Regions from separate parts of the Mus musculus genome. Here all the other regions are linked to region 1. The links are chromatin contacts, called in public promoter capture Hi-C maps. All regions are on one chromosome and are shown on one strand. The core of a region is the stretch at or near the end of the contact, and the rest is flanking DNA. Distances in the headings are between cores, read along the strand shown. Region 1 holds the start of Zfp493 (zinc finger protein 493). Region 2 holds the start of Zfp708 (zinc finger protein 708). Region 3 overlaps Mtrr (5-methyltetrahydrofolate-homocysteine methyltransferase reductase). Region 4 holds the start of Zfp455 (zinc finger protein 455). Region 5 holds the start of Rsl1 (regulator of sex limited protein 1). Region 6 holds the start of Zfp712 (zinc finger protein 712). Region 7 overlaps 4933433G19Rik (RIKEN cDNA 4933433G19 gene).

Evidence for each region. Promoter capture Hi-C pulls out the DNA fragments that hold promoters and counts their contacts. Capture Hi-C pulls out chosen DNA fragments and counts their contacts.
Region 2: a contact with region 1 is called in a promoter capture Hi-C map of adipose tissue. The contact joins the promoter of Zfp708 here to the promoter of Zfp493 in region 1. A contact is called at or near these places in 12 of 39 promoter capture datasets (the C10 cell line, the HPC-7 cell line, the SN4741 cell line and 9 more), 3 of 115 datasets of contacts at active chromatin or transcription factors (embryonic stem cells, fibro-adipogenic progenitors and stem cell-derived neural progenitor cells) and 3 of 9 other capture datasets (adipose tissue, liver and pancreatic islet).
Region 3: a promoter capture Hi-C map of embryonic stem cells shows a contact between it and region 1. The contact joins the enhancer-like site here to the promoter of Zfp493 in region 1. A contact is called at or near these places in 9 of 39 promoter capture datasets (the C10 cell line, cranial neural crest, embryonic stem cells and 4 more).
Region 4: a contact with region 1 is called in a promoter capture Hi-C map of liver, with 4 times the contacts expected there. The contact joins the promoter of Zfp455 here to the promoter of Zfp493 in region 1. A contact is called at or near these places in 10 of 39 promoter capture datasets (the C10 cell line, cranial neural crest, embryonic stem cells and 6 more), 5 of 484 Hi-C or Micro-C datasets (the G1E-ER4 cell line, the Patski cell line, bone marrow-derived macrophages and 1 more), 5 of 115 datasets of contacts at active chromatin or transcription factors (bone marrow-derived macrophages, embryonic stem cells, regulatory T cells and 1 more) and 2 of 9 other capture datasets (adipose tissue and liver).
Region 5: a promoter capture Hi-C map of liver shows a contact between it and region 1, with 5 times the contacts expected there. The contact joins the promoter of Rsl1 here to the promoter of Zfp493 in region 1. A contact is called at or near these places in 7 of 39 promoter capture datasets (the SN4741 cell line, cranial neural crest, embryonic stem cells and 3 more), 1 of 484 Hi-C or Micro-C datasets (bone marrow-derived macrophages), 1 of 115 datasets of contacts at active chromatin or transcription factors (bone marrow-derived macrophages) and 3 of 9 other capture datasets (adipose tissue, liver and macrophages).
Region 6: a promoter capture Hi-C map of second pharyngeal arch cranial neural crest shows a contact between it and region 1. The contact joins the promoter of Zfp712 here to the promoter of Zfp493 in region 1. A contact is called at or near these places in 14 of 39 promoter capture datasets (the 3T3-L1 cell line, 3T3-L1-derived adipocytes, the C10 cell line and 10 more) and 3 of 9 other capture datasets (adipose tissue, liver and macrophages).
Region 7: a promoter capture Hi-C map of liver shows a contact between it and region 1, with 2.4 times the contacts expected there. The contact joins the enhancer-like site here to the promoter of Zfp493 in region 1. A contact is called at or near these places in 7 of 39 promoter capture datasets (the C10 cell line, cranial neural crest, embryonic stem cells and 3 more) and 1 of 9 other capture datasets (liver).

What each region holds. Positions count from the first base shown.
Region 1 is chr13:67,778,343-67,781,219 of GRCm38.p6, forward strand. It overlaps Zfp493 (zinc finger protein 493), which reads left to right and starts at 1,351. Exons shown (of 4, transcript NM_028402.2): 1 at 1,351-1,477. The coding sequence starts at 1,472.
Region 2 is chr13:67,080,217-67,083,210 of GRCm38.p6, forward strand. It overlaps Zfp708 (zinc finger protein 708), which reads right to left and starts at 1,329. Exons shown (of 4, transcript NM_001012448.2): 1 at 1,234-1,329. The coding sequence starts at 1,239.
Region 3 is chr13:68,567,475-68,570,459 of GRCm38.p6, forward strand. It overlaps Mtrr (5-methyltetrahydrofolate-homocysteine methyltransferase reductase), which reads right to left. Exons shown (of 15, transcript NM_172480.3): 8 at 2,530-2,618; 9 at 1,298-1,478. Among named protein-coding and RNA genes, the nearest start is that of Mtrr, 13 kb to the right of the region's middle. Within about 2 kb of position 1,252, at least 26 of the 459 cell types and tissues checked have an H3K27ac peak or open chromatin away from gene starts, as enhancers often do. A contact at or near this core is called in embryonic stem cells and trophoblast stem cells, where this site is marked.
Region 4 is chr13:67,193,015-67,196,069 of GRCm38.p6, forward strand. Zfp455 (zinc finger protein 455) reads left to right here and starts at 1,492. Exons shown (of 4, transcript NM_001048204.1): 1 at 1,492-1,580. The coding sequence starts at 1,575.
Region 5 is chr13:67,171,672-67,174,709 of GRCm38.p6, forward strand. It overlaps Rsl1 (regulator of sex limited protein 1), which reads left to right and starts at 1,511. Exons shown (of 4, transcript NM_001013769.1): 1 at 1,511-1,582. The coding sequence starts at 1,547.
Region 6 is chr13:67,059,815-67,062,730 of GRCm38.p6, forward strand. Zfp712 (zinc finger protein 712) reads right to left here and starts at 1,356. Exons shown (of 4, transcript NM_001166218.1): 1 at 1,249-1,356. The coding sequence starts at 1,254.
Region 7 is chr13:67,001,435-67,004,755 of GRCm38.p6, forward strand. It overlaps 4933433G19Rik (RIKEN cDNA 4933433G19 gene), which reads right to left. Exons shown (of 9, transcript NR_045851.1): 6 at 1,705-1,835. Among named protein-coding and RNA genes, the nearest start is that of 4933433G19Rik, 29 kb to the right of the region's middle. Within about 2 kb of position 1,852, at least 12 of the 459 cell types and tissues checked have an H3K27ac peak or open chromatin away from gene starts, as enhancers often do. A contact at or near this core is called in liver, where this site is marked.

The DNA of each region.
Region 1 (2,877 bases), core at 101-2,600:
AGGAGCTTAGAGTGCTAAGGAGACAAAGGACTGGGTCAGCTGTATGTAGTATATATGTGTGTGTGTAAAACCATGGTTTAAATAATAGCAATCTCTCTCTCTCTACACACACACACACACACACACACACAGCTGTTAACAAATTAAGAAAACATTTGGAAAAGTGAGTGATAGCTGTTCTTTACGGGCCTGGGAACATGAACTTGTATGACCCTGCCAGCAAGATGGAGAAGTTGCCCTTGAGATGGCTGGACTCAGACAACTGTTTAAAACAGAAGCTATTCAGCTATACGGAAGTCCCCAGCTCCCCTAGGGCCTGGAACTATGAATTTAGTTTCTCTCTAGAATTTAATGAAATCTGAAAGTGAAATCGTCATAGTACTTAGAATACGTTTCTTTTCTTGTCCCCAACAATACTTGCCTGCATTCATGAAAAACCAGGTAGAAGAGGATGAAGCTCTTGTATAGCACAAATTAGTGGATGAACATGTGTGCACTCTACTTACAGACAGACCAAAAAAAGATCCTGAGATAAATTCAGGATTTCTTCGTAAGTTAACATCAGAGAGCTGGATGTTTAACTTTGTCCAATGATTTAAAACAGCTGTGTCCCTGATCCATGCCCTTCACTGTATGGAAGTTTCCAGTGTTCACATGAAAACGTTATCCAGTTGTGGAGTCTTATCCATGTATGGCTCACACAGGTGAACAAGGAGTAGTTATGCATATGTAATGCTTGGTATTAAGCCAAGCCTCCACTGTAGTCAAGGGCTTTACCCCTTGCTCCCTAACCCTACTTGTACATTGTATTTTGAAACAAGGTCTCTTTATTTGGCCCAGGTTAGCCTTGGATTTGGGATCCTCCTGTCTTAAGTTCCTGAGCAGTTCGACTACAAGGAAGGTCACATATAGTTATTTTATAGTAATATTGAATCAGTGTGAACTTTACATGTAGAAGATTCCATAATAAGTACACTTTTGAGTTTAAATCGCAACATATTGAACAGAAATAAGTTGCAAACCTATTAAAGGTTACTGCCAAAGGCTCAATTTACATTTAAACGTGTCCTGTACTGAATTCAGCATTTCCCCCCCCTCTCTGTGTAGCCCTGGCTGTCCTGGAACTCACTCCATAGACCAGGCTAGCCTCGAACTCAGAGCCTGTCTCTGCCTCCCAAGTGCTGGGATTAAAAGCTAGCGCCGCCACCACTGCCCGGTTTAAATTTAGCATTTTAAAAGCCAACTGGCTCCCTGTGGTTGTACCAGGACACAAACTGACTGCTTCCTCCCAACCCCTTACACTCTAAGGGATTTCTTTCGCATAGAGTTGTGGGAAATGTAGTCTTGCCCATATGACGTCACAAGGAGCCAGTCAGGAAACCACGTTTCTACTCTCGGTCTGCATAGTTGCATCTTTCCCAAAGTTGAGCAAGAAAAAGGTCTTGCTCAGTACTCGGTTTGCATCTCTCACATGGAGGTTCGTCCAGGGTGCAACGCTGCCCTGCAGGCGTGAGGGTCCGCGTGGTGATGGGTCCGGAATGGATGGCGAGGGTTTGTGGATGGGAGGTGGGAAGAAGCGGACTTGGGGGTGCTGTGCTGACCTAGGCTGGACCAACCCCACGTTGGATCCAGGTCAGAGCTGCGGAAAGGGCAATGGGGTCGGCTCTGAGAGTGACCGTTTTGCTTGCACGAGGCTACTGCTGGAGTCCACCCTGCGCAGGAGAGCTGGCTCAGGACCCAGGAGTGAGAACTGCTGGAAGTCCTGGCAGGTTTCACCCTGACTGGTGTCTGATGACAGCCTGAGGCTATGACTGGGAGCGCACTCTCCTGCTTGGCTGGGGAAACTCTGCTCTCTAGCTGACTCAGGCTCACATGGTTGTAGTCAGATTTCTCAGGAAATCTAGAACCAACTGGGTGTGTGGTGCTTTCTTTACTTTATAGCTGGCCCAGGACTCTTGGAGTTGACAAAAGTTCATAACCTTGTTTATTTGCAAGTGAAGGGAGTTTTGGGAGGGCGGTTGGTGTTTGGAATGTTGGTTCCATTTTCTTGGTAATGAACTGTTAGATTTATGAACTATTTTGAATAGAAGTCCTTCGCGATCACTGTTGTGACGTCAACCCCAAGACTAACACTCCTATATGAATGAGGGCAGAATAGTCCCTTAAAGGGAAAGATTTGAGTTTTGTGTCAACCAAGTAGTTCACTCTGTAGTGTAGAGTGAAAAGTACTAGAAAATAATAGATCAGCCAGTACCTTCGGAGACTGCGTTTGGACTCCTTTTCAAAATGGAGAAACAAATTGGTGTGAGAATAGGCGTGGGTACAGGGCTGTTGGTTACAGGTGAGAGGGGGCTGAAATGTCTCTGGGGGAGGAAATAATACTGCATCCTAAGAGGTCGGTCTTCATCGCTCTTTAATGGCCAGCTGTTCTGTCTTTGCATATCATCTGCAGTGTCTAAACTCACCTAAACCAACTCTTATCGAAGAATGTGGCATCTAGGTTCCCTAACCCTCCCCAAACAGTTCTAGACAAACTCACCCAAGTACTTACAGTGTGTCAGAGAGACAAAAAGATGGAATTGAGGAGCTCTGATCACTCAGGGCCCTGTGACTGGCACCTTGTAAGCACCTTAATGAAGCCAGCCTTGAACTCCTAATCCTCCTGCCTCTACCTCCCAAGGACTAGGATTATTGGTTTGTGCCACATTGACATGGCAGGACCTACAAGGTCAGAGGATATCTTCTGGGAGTCATTCTCCCTTTCCACCATGTGAGTTCTGGGTATTGAACTCTGTTATTAACTGACAGAGTTTCTGGCAGTCCGTATTTACCCATTCAGGTATCTCTCCAGCCCTATTCATGGCTATTGTAACATTT
Region 2 (2,994 bases), core at 79-2,578, 700 kb before region 1:
ATATCAAACATCTATGTGTTGTGACCTATAATATAATTGTGCTTATTGCTGTATCACCTCTACATTGTAGGAAACGAGATTTAAGGTACAAGAAAATGTACTTTTCACACCTTAAACAGTGTAAAACGGCACATTCTTAGTTTCCTGCAGATTAGTGACATTAATTAGAAAATGTCCATATTTTAATGATTGTTAGATGATACATAGAAAGTATTGGTATTGATGTAGTTTAAAGCCCATGCTTCTCAGGTATAGATTTTAATGCTGTAAGTCAGTCTCCAGCACACAAATCAATTTGACTGAAGTGTGGCAAAAACAGTACAAATGTCAGGATGAGCAGCGGCTGTATACAAAGGGCAGGGTGAGCATTGGCTGTATACAATCACAGGACCCTGAGTGAGCCACAGCTCTTCAACTTCACTCTCAATCTTTCCACACAACACCAAATTTCTGACATCGCAGTCTCCGGTGCAATTGTATGTGGTAATAATCTCTAGTATTTTCCACTCTGCAGTGTTGTAGGATCAGTGATAGCTGGGACAAAGTTCAGAGTGCCCCCTCGATGAGATTTTTTTTTTTTTCCTCATACAGGTGTGTGAATGTGAGGGTTCTGTCACAGTGGGTAAAGGAGTGATTCCTATCCAAAGTGAGCCGCCCTGAAAACTAACAATTTATCACAAAGAAAACGGGACGAACATCCCATACACCAAACTCCCCCGCAGAACTCACTGTCCTGGAAACTATGAGCCACACGAACTCAAAATCAGAGTCCTGGGCCTCTCATTGAATACGGGAGGGCCCAGAAAAACCCACTTGCTCTAGATTTCCTGAGGGATCTGACAACAGCAATGTGAAAACTAGTTAACAGCAAGCTTCCCCAGCCAAGGTGGGGTATGAGCTCTCATCACAGCCTGCCTCTGGCACGGTCAGCCAAGCCACCCTGCTCTACCAACCCTAGACTTTCCAGTCTCCATTCTCGCAGTAGCAGGCCACCTCTCAGGTCCCTGAAACACATGATTGACTCTGTCAGCCGCTCTGTCCTAACAGAGCAATCACTCCTTGCACCGTGCGTGCGCCCCACCCCTGCACTCTGGCCAAGCCTAGGTCCGCACTGCAGGACCACGTGGGCTTCTCTCCGCCTCCCGCCCAGCCCTCCCCGGCTCCCTGCACCCCGGGCCCGCCCACCCGTATAGTTCATGAGGCCTGCAAGGCTAGGCTGCAGCCGGGACCAACCTCCATGTCGAGCGCGGAGCGCAAGCCACACTGTTCCAACTTTGAGAAAGCCGCAGAGTTTGGAGAAACACAAAAGCAAAATGAACCGGAAGCACAGAGGAGTAGAGTCCGGTCTAGCGGAGTCATGCTAAGAGAGACTACATTTCCCAGAAGTCTACGCGAAGGACTGCCCTGAACCAAAGTCAGGGAGAACTATTTATAGCCTGTCACTGGATTAGGCTGCTTTTTAAGTCTCAAATTTACAAAGGTCTTGTGGGAATATAAATCCAGCCTTTGACGGCAACTTGTATTAGGTTTACTTCTTACTCTGATCAAAGACGTTACCTAAAAAGCTCTGGGGTTCCTAGAGTCTTTTGGCAGGAGGAAAACTCATTGACTCAATTATACTAGATTTAAAATAAAAACCATCAGCAGCTCCTGCCTCCGGGTTCCTGCCCTCTTTGAATTCCAGCCTTGGCTTCTTCCAATGGACAGCAATCCAGGTTATGTAAACCAAATAAACTCTTTTCTCCTGTGATTTCTATTCTTGGTACTTGACTACATCTAGAATTAGATGGAATCCAGAAGAAATACAAGGGACACCTTTGAGGGATTTTTGTTTGTTTGAAGTGGGTGGATCCACTTCTAGTCATGACTTGTGAGGTAGATGTTGTGGGTTGCCCTGGTGCTGTTTGTATTCTGATGTTAATTCAGCTTCCTCAAGAGGGGTTGCCCCTGAGAGGAGTGGATCACATACTCAGGTGATTTCCTGTGAACCTTCTCCCCATTCTAACTGGTCAAATAAAGACTAGAGCCTGTGATTGGGCAGTGGAAGGGAAAGGTGGGGCTAGAGGTTTTAGGAAGTGAGGGAAGAGTAGGGAGCGAGGGAGGAAGAAGACTGAGGAAGAGAAGATAAGAGGAAGATGGAGCAGAACCACAAGGCCCTGAGAGGCAGCAAATAATGTGGGATCTCACAGCTGGGGAATAGAGTAGTGTAGTGATAAATCTGCTCAGTCTAAGCGTGCAGCTTGTAAATAATGTAACTGAGTTGTGTGGTTTTTGCATAGACTTATTGGGGTATCAGGGTTGGGGAATTACTGCAACAGGTGGAAATACATGCCTTTAATTCCAATCCTGAGGTGGGAAGATAACAATTTTAATCTGGACCACACCTTCTGCTGGAAGTCTATATAACAGCAATTTTCTCTTTTTTCTCTTCCTTCCTTCCTTTTTTTTTTTTTTTTTTTTTTCTTTTCCGAGACTGGGTTTCTCTGTGTAGCCCTGGCTGTCCTGGAACTCATTTTGTAGACCAGGCTGGCTTCTAACTCAGAAATCTGCCTGCCTCTGCCTCCCGAGTGTTGGGATTAAAGTCATGTGCCACCGCGCCCTGCTATAAAGCAATTTTCAACATGCAAGTTATGACCCCTTGAGGGTCAAACAACCCTTTTCAGGGGTTGCTTAAGATCATCTGCATATCACATAGTTACATTACAATTCATAACAGCAAAATTAGTGATAAAATATCAAAAAATAATTTTATGGTTGGGGAGTCACAACATGAGGAACTGTATTAAGGGCTCACAGCATTAGGAAGATTGAGAACCACTGCTACATAGATACGGAAGATGGAAGCTTTTGCTCTTTGTCTGCTTGCTGTTACCTAGCAAGTCCGTTCCCTCATGGGCATTATAGCTACATCTTTGGGATTCCAGCATATACCGAGCACCAGCTTGTGGACTGAGCAAACTACTGGAGTCTTAGACTTTCTATGCTCTGCTCTGC
Region 3 (2,985 bases), core at 2-2,501, 790 kb after region 1:
TAAATGGTCCATATTTGAAATATCTGCTTACAAATTTTAGAATTTTTGTGAATAATTTGTTTTATTTTTAATTTGTCTGGGCAAACCATTTAAAAGTTCCTTCTAAGCTCGGTCTTAGTAAAGCAGGAAAACAAAGACCGGCACAGTGCTCATCTTAAGTTTTAGATGTGTTAATTTTTCTTAAAGAAATGGAAAATTTCAATTTTGTATGTCCTAATGACTCCCTCTGGCTCCTAACTTGTGTTTTGGCTAGGTACTAACCTCTACGACTCCCATTGTACCACTAAGCCAGAAAGCACCAGCCAAGCTGGCTTAGAAAGAATGCGGGAGACTAGCTTCGTATAATGATTTTGTTTTTGTTTTTGCTTTTTAAACATTTTAGGAGGAAGTCAAAGAAAAAGAACACTAAGAAGTCATGGGAAGAAAAAGCAATCCCTGACTAGTCATTCCCTGCACAGGCCTTGAAAGGCCTGATGGCTTACCAAGAGGACTACATATGTTTTCATGGTGTACACGTGAATGGTAACATCTGGCTCTGCCCCATTACGGATAAAACAAAGGCCGAGCGTGCTGGTGTACACCTTTAATCCCAGCACTCAGGAGGCAGAGGCAGGCGGTTTTCTGAGTTCGAGTCCAGCCTGGTCTACAAAGTGAGTTCCAGGACAGCCAGGGCTACACAGAGAAAACCTGTCTCGAAAAAAACAAAAACAAAAAACAGAACAAAACAAAACAAAGGCAGGAAAGTAGGAAAGGCTACAGGATCCTACAGGCTCCCCGTGCCCCAGGCCTGTCCCTGCATGACAAAGGCCCAACTGTCCTGGAAAGCTGCGCTTCTGAATCCACAGGGCCTGAGATGTCCCTGCATTCACCCAGAGCACGTGCTCTATGCCGTCCGTCCGACTGGATTCGATGAGGGACATCCTTTCCCTCTCAATGTTGACGTTAGGAAAATTCAGCTAAATTACCTCATCACTGAAGAAAATAAACTAGAAAAGATGCTAAATTCTAAGTATAAAAAAGTACAACTGGATAATTAATAGAAGGAAAAAATAACAAGGAAAAAAAAGACTCAGAGTGTGGAAGAGGGACCCAATCTCTAAAAAGATGTTACTATAGTCTGAAAATAAAACCTGCCCCGGGTTCCTGACTTGTACCCACCAGCCCCATTTGGCCATGTCCACACTGTGTCTGCATGGAACTCACTGTGAGACAGGAATAGCCGGCCTTCTTCACTATGCAGAGGCTCACTAAAGTGCAGGAGGCCTGCCTGGGGCCATGGAAGGAAGGGGTGACTCACCCAGCAGTAGGCTGAGCGGAGGCTGGCAGGACGGGAAGGTGAGCAGGAGGTCCAGCAGGCAGACGCTGGCATCTCGGATGAAGCGGTTGTAATCAGCGGCTCCTTGTTTACTGCACAGCTCCTGCAGCCTCCGCTTTTCAGTGGCACTGCTGGTGTGCTCGGCAAGGGCCCGCAAAAAGGCCTGAGGAAAGAGGCTAGTTGTGGGCTACTCTGGGGTTACGGTTGGCCCTGTAAGTTCCAGGCCAGCCACAGTTACAGGGTGAGAGCTTGTCTCAAATAAACAGATAAATAAATAAATAAACAAATAAATAAGAAATCAAACAAACAAATAAATAAAAGACCAAAGAAATGAGAAAGAACAAGCTCAAACAGCAGAAAATACTGCACAGTTTTAAAGTATAAACCATTTAAGATATCAGTTGTACTCTAAAGACTATTTTATACAAATGTTTAAAACACCTGTACAAAGACTATCGCAGTACAGAAACTTCTGCTTTGACATTATTTTTCTCCATAGAAAAAAATCTAGAACAGCTCGTATGTTCATGATCAAGCCAACAAATTATGGTGCACCCGTTAAAAATACCCTCAGTCTTTGCCCCAGAACACACAGACCAGACGTCTTGCTGTGGAAGAGGGATGAGATTCCAGACTTAAACTCTGAGGGTGCAAGCACACAACCGTTACTTCCCATGTCACCTCCGTATAGGCATTCTTATACAGCATGGTTTGCAGAGTAGAAATATATTTTCCTATACTTTGTAAAATGTAAAAAGCTGGTAAAATTAAAACAGAAAGACGTTCTTATCCAAATGAACTCCGTTTGCTTCCCGAGGCCAGCCGTGCGGCAGGCGCCTCCACAGAGCAGTGTGGGAGCTTGTCTTTAATTGCCACAGACTCTCTGCTCAGACAGCGCCAGTCCAGTAAAGCGGTTTAGAAAATGTCTAGTTTACACAATGTTTAGAAACAAAGTCAGCCGCCAGCATTTGAAATACAGTTCCTGGTGTAACACTGCCCTCTAGTGGCTCAGTCTACCTCAACGTTCCCTTCCATTTCCCCAAGGTTTCCCATGCAGCAGTAACCAAGTGGCACTGCACAGATGGGTAGTAATTAATGCAGGAGGTGTGAAGACACATCTGAACACGCTATCGTCCATAGCTCTAAGGGCCAGTATCAGGCTTATCTGAGTGTCCTTAACAGAGCCCTGTCCATCTTCAAGCACAGAGACCTACCTTTTTAGGAACTGCTCGTATTTCAAGACACCAGGTGAGGATGAACTGGAGAGAACGCCCCTCAGGCACATGCGCAGGCAGGGCAGCTCCTTGCAGGTGAGGCAGGAAGAGACCAGAGAGAAGGCACAACAACAAACACATTTTTAGAATGTGCATTCACCACACAGTGCTAGCTGCAGCACTCTGCACTACAATGCTACCAAGTGTGATGACTTATGGCAATGTTCCAGCTGCGACTGGATGAAATAAATATGCCGGGGGTGGGGTGGGCAATTCATAAAAGGAAAAGAATGATAAATCCAAAGTGTACCAAATAAAATAAAACGACCTAAAATTAAATAACAAAATGGCAATAGATAATCATGTTCCATTTAAAGTTAACTTCAGGGGCTGGAGAGATGGCTCAGTTACTGAGCACGCTAGCTGCTCTTCTAGAGGAGCCCAGTTCCCAAGACC
Region 4 (3,055 bases), core at 242-2,741, 590 kb before region 1:
ATGAAAGCAGAACTGGACAGCACTGTATATGTTGTACTAGTTGTGGAGGCTCTGAGGTGCATCCTGTAGGTCAGCATGGAGCTTTGCAGCCATGCTAAGAGAAATGCTTCACCATGTAACTGGTAGGGTGTATACTGTCCTTCCTAATATCTTGGTGGGATCACACTTCATAAAACATGCAGGTGACAGCTAAGTGGACTTGGAACCCCACCATAGCCTCATGTTAGAAACATAGCAACATCTAGAAAGGGGATGTCTGTGCTTTAGAACACACAGATGAAGTTTAGGTTGACACTGTTCTTTGACATCCAAATGATTCAGCAACCACAGACCCAATGCATATGATGATGTAGGGGTTAGGTTTTCACAGCACATTCCTCTCGAACTTATTCTTATCCTTCCCTGCCTGGTCACTATTCCTCCTTTTGGAAAAGGCAGGTTTCCACTGGTCCATGGTAGGTTGAAGGAGTAATCTTGTAAGCACTTTGAAATAAGCAATTGATTGAATTACAACATCAAGAGACTTTGGGCTTTGACTGTCTTGGGACTATTAAAGTCTATGGGCATGTTGAGAAGTGAATTGTCTTTCTTAGAAACAGATGAAAGTGAAACTCTCAGAGGCTTCCAGGTTACAGAGTATGGTGTTTTTTTTTAACGTATTTGATTGTCAAATTCCAATAAACTTATTTGATATTTCTGATTTGTTTTTGAAATAATCATTTCTCTGTCCTGATTTTGAGAAACTGAGGTTAGTTCAGGGCAGATGCTTTGACTTTCAAAATATTGTCACATAGGAACACTTGTAGATCAGAGCAGGGAAAGGAAATTGAGTAAGAAAGATCAGACCTCTGCAGAGAGAATTCTAACAATGGATAATGGGCCAGTGGCCAGTACACATACCAGTGTGACCTCAGGAGCTGTGTCCTCCCAAGTGTAATCTGAGCAGGGGAAGGAACAACAACATCAACAACGGGCAAACATACCCAGTGGCTTATGTGTACCTGTGTTTGTGAACAACCATTGGAGACCGTTAAAATTGTAGTACAGCTCCCACTAAAAAGGAATTTCTTAAATATATATTAACATTTTAAAGTTTTAACTTTGTTAAATGATCTATACTCTCAATGTGTCCCTGACCAACTAACCACAGTATATACATCCTAATATTTACACAAAACTGTTTTTCATGATGTGGAATCTGATCCATGTATGTCTCATGCAGAGTGTAATTGCAAAGGAACAAGTATTATTTATTTATTTGCAATACTGAGTATTATGACAGAGTCTACATTAGAGTCGAGCGCTTTAAAGTAGGCCAAGTACCTACCATAGTACCTACCATAGTATAATAGTAAAGAAAACAGAGAGAAGGCTACAAATCTAAGACCAGGGAAAGACCACATTCAGTTCCAGGAATAGCTTCGCAAAGACTTCTGGGATATGTAGTCCAAGCAACTGTGCCATCACGAGGAGCCATCCAGGCAATCCCACTTTAGCTTTCGTTTTGTACATTGTGCCTTCCTCAAAGTTTTTGCGAGAGTCCTGAACGGCTGTACACGCCTGTTGTCTCTGTCATGGAGGTTGGTTCATGAAACAGCACAGCCTGGGGCTTTGTGCAAGCATCGGGCTGGGAAAAGGCGGGGAGAGTGGGTGTGGGGAAGGTGGGGACTGAGCGGACCTGGGCTTGGAGGGAGAACGGAAGAAAAGAAGCTGTTGGGATTTGTTGTGCTGATCTGGCTGGGTCACGTGAGGTTGCAGTTCTGGACCAGGAATGGGGCGATTGGGATTGTGTCTGAGGTGAGGGTTTTCATAGGACACCGCAGGGTGTCTTGGACATAGGAACAGACTGGTAGCAGGGGTCAGGATTGCAAGCTAGTGATGGTGAGATGACTACTTGCACCTGAGGCAGTGCTGGGAACTCTTTGACAGCTTTGCTGGGAAGCATGCTCCCCTAGCTGCCCCATTCTCAGGTGGATGCTGTCAGATGCCCCAGTCAGTACCTTTAGAGCAAATGGGGTACCTGGCCCCACTATCCTCTGTACCTGGCCTCCTCCTACGGTCCTGATTATGTTCATTTTCCCTATCAGTTAAGGAATTAAGAGAGAATAAAAATCCAAGTCCCAACAGGTCATAGATGGGAAAATCTGGAACAGAGCAGAGAGATCTGCCAGGATGGGAGGTCACTGAGAGTCTTTGACTATAGGTGAGGAAACACATGTAGTGGATACACAGAGGGAAGTCAGCAAAGCAGGCAACCTGCCACCTGGTTTTACCTTGAGGGCTGGGTTTCCTTAAACCTTGGATAGGTTTCCTGTTCATAAAGTAGGGTTGAATAATTGTAAATAAGACACAATGTCTGCTTGGCACACTATGATTATGTCAACGTGCCTTGATCAGGCCTTGAACCTGAGAACGTTTATGAGCAGGGTATTAGTATCTGGTGAAAATCTCGCGTGGCCTTGTTTTAGGGGGCCAGGCTTTTGTGTCAGGTCAGCAGGGTAAGGAAGAGCTCACAGACCTGTGTGTATTCTTGTGACTTAAAGTAAACAGACCTGTGATAGAAAGACACTTGAGCCTACTGTGAGGCACATTCCTGTCATCTCTGTATTTGTGAGGGGGAGGGGCAGGACCCTCTGGTCAACCCCTGCTTGATAGCAAATTCAAGGCCAATGTAGGCTACCTCAGTCTGTGTCAGAAAACATTTAATCATGCTTGATGGACGTGAGAAATACTCTCTATGATTCATTCCATGTCTTCCAGTGAGAGCCGTGGAAAACCCCTGCAATCAACACTTTGGTGTCTTACAAAGTACACATGCTTCCCTTCTGCCGACCCAATCCATGTGGGATTCAAACTTTGTTTTCACTAACATGCTCTTGTTAAAGATGGTACATTTGGGTGACTATTTGTTTGGATTTACTGTGTGAGGAAGGACTCTCCTCTTTCCCTTGCTTGATTATTCTTCCTATTGACAGTGAATGTTCACTCCTTTTGGATAGTTAAGTTTGTGTTAGATTCTGCCATGACCTGAGGATGCTTTCTTCTGGTCTTCCCT
Region 5 (3,038 bases), core at 261-2,760, 610 kb before region 1:
AAAAATTTCTCAAATGTTTTCCTATCACATACTCAATAATAAGGATTTAAAATGCATGCCTTTTGTGGATACAGAATTCAAAGATTAAACCATGCCACTGGGATTGTGTGTTTAATACCTTATCAATAAGTTTTCACAATTTTGTGGATTCAAGATTTTTTTCCTTTGTTCTTTGATCTTCTGTACCGATGTTTCTAAGCGTGCATTGCCTATCATCACTTGGTATGCTCACCCTATATATTTCGATGGATAAGTAAAATACATTGATTGAACTCTTAAGTCTATGCTTATGTAGTCTTAGAGGCTACTTTGGGTCTGTGTTCCACAGTGGAGTAGACTCCACTGCAGCTGATTTTTTAGTACCTGCCTTTAGTTCACAGGATCTAAGGAATGGACAAGGCTTTGACTCCATGTGATCCCCTGGCTGTTTTGTTAGCAGCCCCATGTACACTGATTTCTGAGGGCTCTCAGAAGGAAATCCTAGTTGCAGGCTACTCAACTATTGTGGTGAGGGTGTATACCACTTTAAAATGTTTGTGCTCTGTACACTCTTGTTTCTACAGTACAACTCAAAGCCTTGTGCATTTATGTCTCACCTGCATACAACAAGTAGGGGAAATGACTGGATGTGTGACCTGCTTTTATTACAGACACCTTTCTACCAACAGATCAACAGTAGTAGTCTCTGTTGGACATAGGTAGCCTGTTAGCTGGTTTTAATCAATGCCTCCATGGGCTTCTTGTTGATCTTCTTTCCAATGTCTGAGAGTCCGGGGCATTAACTCAGGACAAGAGATTTAGAGGAATGTTAGATACACACATGCTTGGGTGTGGCATGGGGATGTCAAATTTTATCTTCAGAGTCAACCTCCTTGGCCTGCTCAAACAGCATGTGTTTCTGTATGTGTAATATTAGCAATGCCCTGGAGGAATTGTTTCTATATATTCAAAAAGTAGAAACACAAACAACAGTATACAAGTTTGTTGGGGCAGACACCAAGCCAGCTTTGTATCCCAAGTCCATTTGTCAAAAGCCACTGAGGAGCTAGGAGCATAGTCAGGAACGCCAAGGCTGGTTTCAAACATTTTATAAAGTTAGTTTTCCTTGCCACGTTGGTTAGTGTATTGCTTTGTTTATTTAACGAACAACTAAGTCAACGTGCCCCCCGTCCCGTCCCCCCCCCCCCGGCCAGGAAGTAGTAATATTAAAATTACTACTAGAAATGACTTGTAAGCCAAAAGTTTCTGTCAAAGGCTTGACTCAAATCCATACATCTCCGATGTGGTTCTGGGGTCGAAAACCAATCTCATTACCCACAGCTTTTCTGCAGATAAGGCTTCCTCCTTGCACCTTCAACTGTGTGTTCCCATCCACAAAACTCTCCAAACAGTAGACTTCACCCACCCTGGGTTCTGGGATTTCCTTCGCACAGACTTCTGGGAGATGTAGTCCGCACCACTGTGACCACTGGGAGCCTTCCAGGAAATCCCCTTCTGAGTTCAGGTCTGTACTCGTGCGTCTTTCTTAAGGTTGGGCGGAAATCGTATGCGGCTATCTATTCCAGTTGTCTCTGACAAGAAGGTTGGTCCAGGCAGCAGCGTAGCCTGGGGCTCTGTGCGGGATCTGTGTCAAGGAGGTTGGTTCAGGAAGCAGCATAGCCTGGGGTTCAGTGCCGGGAGCTGGGCTCTGTCTTGGAGGGAGCGCTTGAGGACTGGGTGGGAGGGCGGAAGCAGCTGCCAGGACTGGCTGTGCTGAACTGGCTGGGGCCACTGAGGCTGCAGTTTTGGAGTGAGGGGACTGGCCTTTTGGGATTGTGTCCTGAGTGAAGGTTTCCTTTAGAACACCGAGAGCAGCCCGAGTCTGCCTTGGTTCTCTGGTACACTGGAGCAGCTTGGTAGTGGAGGACTAGATTGCAAACTAATGGTGATGAGCTGACTACCTGCTCCTGAGAGAGTGCCAGAGCTCACAGACCTGCATTGCTGGAAGCGCGCGTCCCTGGCTGCCCCCATCTCACCTGGATGCTGCCAGAGTCCTTTGTGTCTTTAGAGTAAAAGGGTTTCTGGTCCCCGTGTACTCTGTAGCCAGCTTATAGCAATGGCCTTGAGGTCTGACTGTGTTCATTTTTCGCTGCCAGTAAAGAATTAAGAGAGGAAAAATCCGAGTTACAACAGCTGTCGTGTTGGGGAATTCTGGGACATAGCCAACATATCTGTCTGAATGCACGGAAAATCTTGGACTAGGGTTGAAGAAACACATGCAGTGGACACACAGGCAGGAATGTCTACAAGGCAGAGTGGGATCAAAAGGAGCTCACACCATGTTTCACCTTGAGGGCTGTGTTTACTAAACTTGACAGGACCTCCATCCCTACTTTACAGTTGAGAATTTTTAAAAAAATATTTATTTATTTATTATATGTAAGTACACTGTAGCTGTCTTCAGACACTCCAGAAGAGGGTATCAGATTTCATTACAGATGGTTGTGAGCCACCATGTGGTTGCTGGGATTTGAACTCAGGGCCTTTGGAAGAGCAGTCGGTGCTCTTAACAGCTGAGCCATTTCACCAGCCCCGAGAATTTTTTAAAAAGAGAGTGTCCGCTTGGCCCCAAATGGTTCCGGTCAACATGACATTATCAGGGCTTGGACTTGTTGAGGAAGTTTATGGACATTGTGTATATTTCTGCCATTGTTTCTGTTATCTTGTAACTTTGCTTCCCATGGTAATATGAGGTATAAAAGGGCGGTGAAAAATAAACTCGAGGCTGCTGTGGTATTGACCAGCAATCCTCCCAAGTCTATTTCTTGGCTCTGCATCTTTTCTGCCTCTCCTGTCTTTAATCCTCACTCCATACTCAGAGACTCTTTGACTCTTGACCCAACCTAGGAGTTGCTGCTTCGTGATCTGTGTTGTATGTATTTTAAGCACTGTGTAGTATAGACAGGCTGGTAGGGAATGGGAAGTCTGTATTGTTTGGAACCTGATCAGGAATCCAGCCCTCTCTTTGCCTCTCATGTTGACTTCCCACCAATGTCCTG
Region 6 (2,916 bases), core at 106-2,605, 720 kb before region 1:
CTCTGGTTATGAGGCAACTTAAGAAATCCAACAGTTAATAAACAAACAACACTCAAACTCACTATAAATGGAACATGGCATGGTGTCTTGATCAATATTTAGCAAAGCATCCTTCACTGATATTTATAAATTAAAATAAATATATGAGCATCTCCAAATTTCTTTTCTACATCTCATATGTTGTTTATATACCCAGTGAAATTCTGCCATTTCCTAAGCAAATTAGTAATTAGATCCTGTCTTAACCAATAAGTTATGGCTTAATAGTCATCTGAAAGAATAGAGAAGGTTTAAGGGGCAAGTCACAAAGGAAAGAACAAAGTGACAGATGGCCATCTTCCTAGGGCACAGAGGAGTAAAGAGGAGGAGAAGTCAGGAGGAACGGAAGTTAACGTCACTATCAGCTACACAGAACACTTCAGGGCAGCCTGGACTACACAAGAAACTGACTCAAAATCCCAATACAAACACAAAAGGATGGCAATAGGAAGGGGGAAAAGGTAGCTATGGTTACCAGCATAACACACAAATAACGTCAGTCAAAACTTCAACAGGGAAAGGGGAGGGGTTCACAAGGCCCCACCCTTAGCTAAGGATCGGTTGGAATTCATGACCACTGAAAAAGAGATTCGTTTTGTTTGTTTGTTTGTTTGTTTATTTTGCTTGGAGGTGTGGCCAGTGAGCGTCCACGTTCTAGGGGATGTCCTGTGCGCCCTCCCTTCCCCGCCCCATACACACAGGTATGCACACTAGAGCAATACTAAGTGGACTCAGTGGGTTATAAAACAAAAACAAAACCACCAGGACAGGAAATTGGGAGTGGAGCATTTTGGGAGATACCTGGTACTGTTGAAGTAGGGGACAGTAGGGGTGGATTTGATCGGACTGCATTGTATATACATCTATTAAATTCCGGATAACAGAAGCCATCGAGACAGTGTCAGCTAAGGGCATGCTTCCACACCTCAGGCACAAGCTGACAGCAGATGCACCCTGCCAGGCACCCTTCTCCATTCCTAGGCTACCGAGCCAGCTCTCCTGCCCCAGAAGTGCAGGACAGAACAGGGCAACGGCACCTTAAAAGAGAGGCCACTCCCAGCTCCATCCCTCCTCCAGCGTTAACCAGCACCGGAATGGACAAGCCTAGGTCACCACAGTACCTCCCATTCAACTTCTTCCCGCCTCCCTCCAAGGCGGACCCGCCCACCCCGCAACGTCCCTCTGGCTGCGCTACATCCTGGGACCAACCTCCATGCCAGAGATGCTACCAGAGCGCGCACAGGACCCGACACTGGCCCAACTTTGGAGAAGACCGCCAGAGAGGGAGACACACACAGGCGCAGAAGAAACACGGAAGCGCCCTTCCCAGAGTCCCTGTTTGTGACGTCGCCGCGGACGAGACTACATTTCCCACAATTCTCTGCGAGCGAGTTTCACAAAGCCGTGGTAGGTGATTTGAAACGTTCCCAAGTTACTGTCAGGCTGTTTGCCAAAGAGAATGGGTAGAAACAAGCCACTTCTGAAGGTGGATAGCCACGGGGAGTCAGGGTACCGCGTTTAAATTTTCAAAATGAGTATGGGTTGAACCTTTGACAGCATTGTTTATTATGTGTACTGGATACTTTGGGTCCATATATTGTGATTTTAAAACTCAACCTGCTTCCTACAAAATGTTTCGTTTTTGTTTTTGTTTTGCTTTGCTTTGGTTTGGTTTGTTTTTCCAGACAGGGTTTCTCTGTATAGCTCTGGCTGTCCTGGAACTCACTCTACAAACCAGGCTGGCCTCTAACTCAGAAATCCTCCTGCCTCTGCCTCCCAAGTGCTGGGATTAAAGGTGTGCGCCACCACTGCCCAGCTGTGTTTGTTTGTTTGTTTTTGTTTTGTTTTTAAAAAAGATTTATTATTATATGTAAGTACACTGTAGCTGTCCTCAAACACACCAGAAGAGGGAGTCAGGTCTCATTATGGATGGTTGTAAGCCACCATGTGGTTGCTGGTATTTGAACTCAGGACCCTCGGAAGAGCAGCTAGTGCTCTTAACCTCTGAGCTATCTCACCCACCCCAAAATGTTTCACATCACAAGGCAAACATGGATTAAAAAAATGAGCTAATATTTTGAGAAGACAATTCTTAAAATGAGAAATGAAAACAGACAATGAACATGTGAAAAAGTGTTGGTCCAAATAACTGGAACTTCAAACTAAAGATGATTGTATAGAAGCAAGTGTGGTTTTACATGTTGAAAATCCCAGATGTTGGTTACTGGAGATAGGAATAGGAGTCCGAGGTCACCTATAGACATATAGAAAGTTTGAAACATGTTTGGTATACATGACTCCCCACTCAAAAACAAAACAGATTCAGAAAATGAGATCACAGAATGTATATGCTTTGAGTAAACTTGCATACTAAAGTGTTACATGTACCTTTTGCTACCCCACCTAAGCTCTGGGAACAGGCAGTGCTATCAGCCCCTCACCTAGAGAATACTGGATCTTTGGATAAAAAACACAGACACACAAAGCAGTTAATCTTAAAATGTCTTTGCTAACTCAATGACAGGGCATTGCTAAATCTCAAACTCAAACTGTTCTAGAATTCAATTGTGGGGCAATGGGCTATGCACAGAGACAGCCTGGTCTCCAGTCGAACTTAGTTAGGTCTTGAACCCCGGTGGGACCCGGTGGGTGGTAATTTTCACCTACATGGGACAGAAGGCATTCGATCATGTCTCCTGGACCCCTAGCTCCTGTCGAAGTTACCGCCCCCAACAGTCCCCAAAGGAGAGGCTTGTGGCTATCAGTGACATAGACAATGTCCCAAGCTGCTGGCATTCTGGCTAGACTCCGCCCCACAGTTACCTAGCAACAGAAAGATAGCCAGCCCACTATAAGAGGGGCTGCTTGGCTCCACCT
Region 7 (3,321 bases), core at 602-3,101, 780 kb before region 1:
GCTAGAAGACTTTGCTTGCCCAGCTGAGTCAACCAGCTTGAGGGCCTTTTCAGGTATCTGGACGTATGCTTACATTTTGTAGTATAACTATATGTTACTTACTGCATTTTCTTTGGTACTGGAATGTTCTGATGACATTGAAACTGTGAGGGTCTGTATATTGTGGGCTCCAATGGCCATAGTAGTCAGGCATTCACGTTCCAGGGTAGAGAGCCCTCTCCCCTTTCTACGTGCTGAAAAGAGGACTCTCTGTGGTTCCACAAACCACAACAAATGAGATTTGCCTATCATTAAAAGAAAGTGACTTCTCCAAATCTCATATAAAAGAACCAAAAGATTGTATTGGTATATGTAAAGTACACCTAATACCCTTCATTATAGGGTCAAATTGTAGGCAGGATGACAGAATGCTCCCTTTCTAGAAGTATGACCTCTGACTCGGCTCACTGTCATAACCAAGGGATGCTGGTCTCATTGCTCTGTATATCACAGGCTGATAAGGTTTGTTCTAGGCAGGTACAACCAGGAACGAGTAAAGTCTCTGGCTTGCCTGCTTATTAGGATCTCGTACCTTCTCTTGGAGTGGAAATACCCAGATCAGCTGCAGGAGGACAAGTTTTATATAGCACCATAGAGAACAAGTTTTCAAGACAACAGCACTTGGAACCTCTGAAACAACTGCATGTAGTTCTCAGAGCCCGTATATTTCCAGCAGCCTCCAAAACACAGGACTTCACTTATGCACCAGTTGCCAGAGTAATATCCTAATTCCAGAGGAAAGGTTGTCCCAGATGCTCACATGAATGTATGTTCTGTGAGCCCTGTAGTTTGATGGCCTTTTTCTTGGATAAGAGGCATGGGACAGTTGGACCCTTGTTCCTGAGTACTAGGCCAAGAAGAAGCTGTTAGGTCAACCCAAGGCTCTTTTTCGAGTCTGGACACAATGCTTATGTTCCTGTCCTGTTCTCCACCACCTGACAGAGCCTCTGTGCCTCCAGCCGCAGATGACTGGTGGACAGTCAGATTGTGTACGCCTCTTCTTCAAAGAGACTCAGGTATCAGGGCCTCATTTAAGGTGACCAAACTGCCACTTTCCATATGTTGGCTACAAGTCTAGTACTCGAAATTGGGGTCTGTCTAACCATTTGTGTACGTGGCCTGAACAGGCTAAGATTTCATCCCTAGAAACAAGATTCTACCTCTCTCTGGGAATCCTGTCCACTTCGCTCCCTCTGCCTGCAGTAATGTGATTTACAATCTGGAGAAGTCATAGAGCTTTGCCCTTCTCTTCTGAAAAAACAGAAAGTACTGGAAAGAATGTAAATTATACATAACAAATTTCTATAGTCACCAGTAATGGGATGGCTGGGGTGGGTTATTTTATTATATTTTTAATAAGGACTGCATGTGGCTTTAATTTCTAAGGCCCCATATTTCTAGGAAGAACAGATAACAGTGAAATGTCCTTCTGAGATAGTGGGTTTTTTTTTTTTTAATGGAAAATACTTCTTCATGACTTACTAAATACTTTGAAGTGATCATTCAACACTGATGAAGATGGGACAGTAGGTGGCAGTAACATTCTAATCTTTCTAGGATTAGCCTGTGTCAGTCCATCCCAATACCCAGTATTTATACTTAGCCACCTCCCAAATTTCACTTCGCAGGAGTTTTGGCTGGAGTAGTTTTGAGTTTTCTTTTTACCTCTCTTGGTGGAAATTCTGTTCAGGGATCACACTGCTACTGCAAGCAGGAAAAACAGCCTCAAAGTTGTCCTGGATCGTTGTGAGTCTGCTCTGGCTTATTTCACAAGCTAGACAGCAGTGGCCCTTGACCTGCCAAGGAGGGAGGAAGTCACTGGTTGCTACATAGATTCCTGCTTCTAGGATCCTCAGACCACAGAGGCTGGGCTGGAGTTGCTTTACTGGTGTTGAACATTTTCCCATTTGACCTAGCCTCATTCCAGTTCAGAGCAGTGGGTGAAAGCTGCAAACACATAAAGAGCTCAAACTTTCCCAGGCTACTGTTGTAACAGCCTGTCTGTCAAAGTATCAAAGTCAACATGCTTCTGTTTTTCTTGGAGTGACTATACTGACAGTAGAGCAGTGTGGTGTGAATATGTTGCTTAAAATCACAAACAAATGCTGGGGCCTAGAAAACACAGTAGTGGATGCTCACAGTCAGCTATTGGATGGATCACAGGGCCCCCAATGGAGGAGCTAGAGAAAGTACCCAAGGAGCTAAAGGGATCTGCAACCCTATAGGTGGAACAACATTATGAACTAACCAGTACCCTGGAGCTCTTGACTCTAGCTGCATATGTATCAAAAGATGGCCTAGTCGGTCATTACTGGAGAGAGAGGCCCATTGGACTTGCAAACTTTATATGCCCCAGTACAGGGGAACGCCAGGGCCAAAAAGTGGGAGTGGGTGGGTAGGGGAGTGGGTGGGAGGGTATGGGGGACTTTTGGTATAGCATTGGAAATGTAAATGAGGAAAATACCTAATTAAAAAAAATCACAAACAAATTCACCTACAGAATACCCTCACAAATGCCCATTCACTCATTAGTATTTTTGACTGTCATTTCTTTAAGCAACATTTGATTCATAAAGTGTCTTGGTTTCACTTTGTAAGCTACCACATTTAATGTGTCCTGGAACCCAGCATCCTACATCCTGCAGGGCCATTTTGCTCCCTTCGTTTTCCTCCTAGAGTTCAATCAACCATGGAACTTGATAGCCCTTCTTTTACTAAGTGTTAATTAGAAAATACCTTAAGCTGGCTGTAGTGGCAAATGCCTTTAATTCCAGCACCCAAGAGACTGAGGCAAGTTCTAAACCAGCCATGTCTATATAATGAGAGCCTATTTTAACAACAGCAACCAAATGAAACAAAAATACCACAAAGTATCTCTTTGAAAATAACTGAAGACTCCTGGTCAATCTTCAGGACCTGGAGTATCCATCCTCTCTTCCCCCATACTTGTTTGAATATTTTTACCAGATCACAAAACAGGCTCTGAGTTTCTCCCTTACCCACTGATTCATAACACCCCAAAAGCCAGGCTTTGTGGGGCACCTACTTGGGATTTATAAGCTTGAGATCTTGTCTATGAAAAAAATAATTTAAAAAACTCTTAGGCATAATGTTTCACAAAAAGTAATGCCATGAAGCCTGATTTGTTAGGCTATCCCTGAAAGCCTTGGAAAAGCCCCATACCAAAGGAAGGGACTTAAAGCATTGGTTTCATTAATTTCACAGAAAACTTTCCTCTACCAACCATAATAATTCACTTCATCTGCTTAGAGATCAATCAAG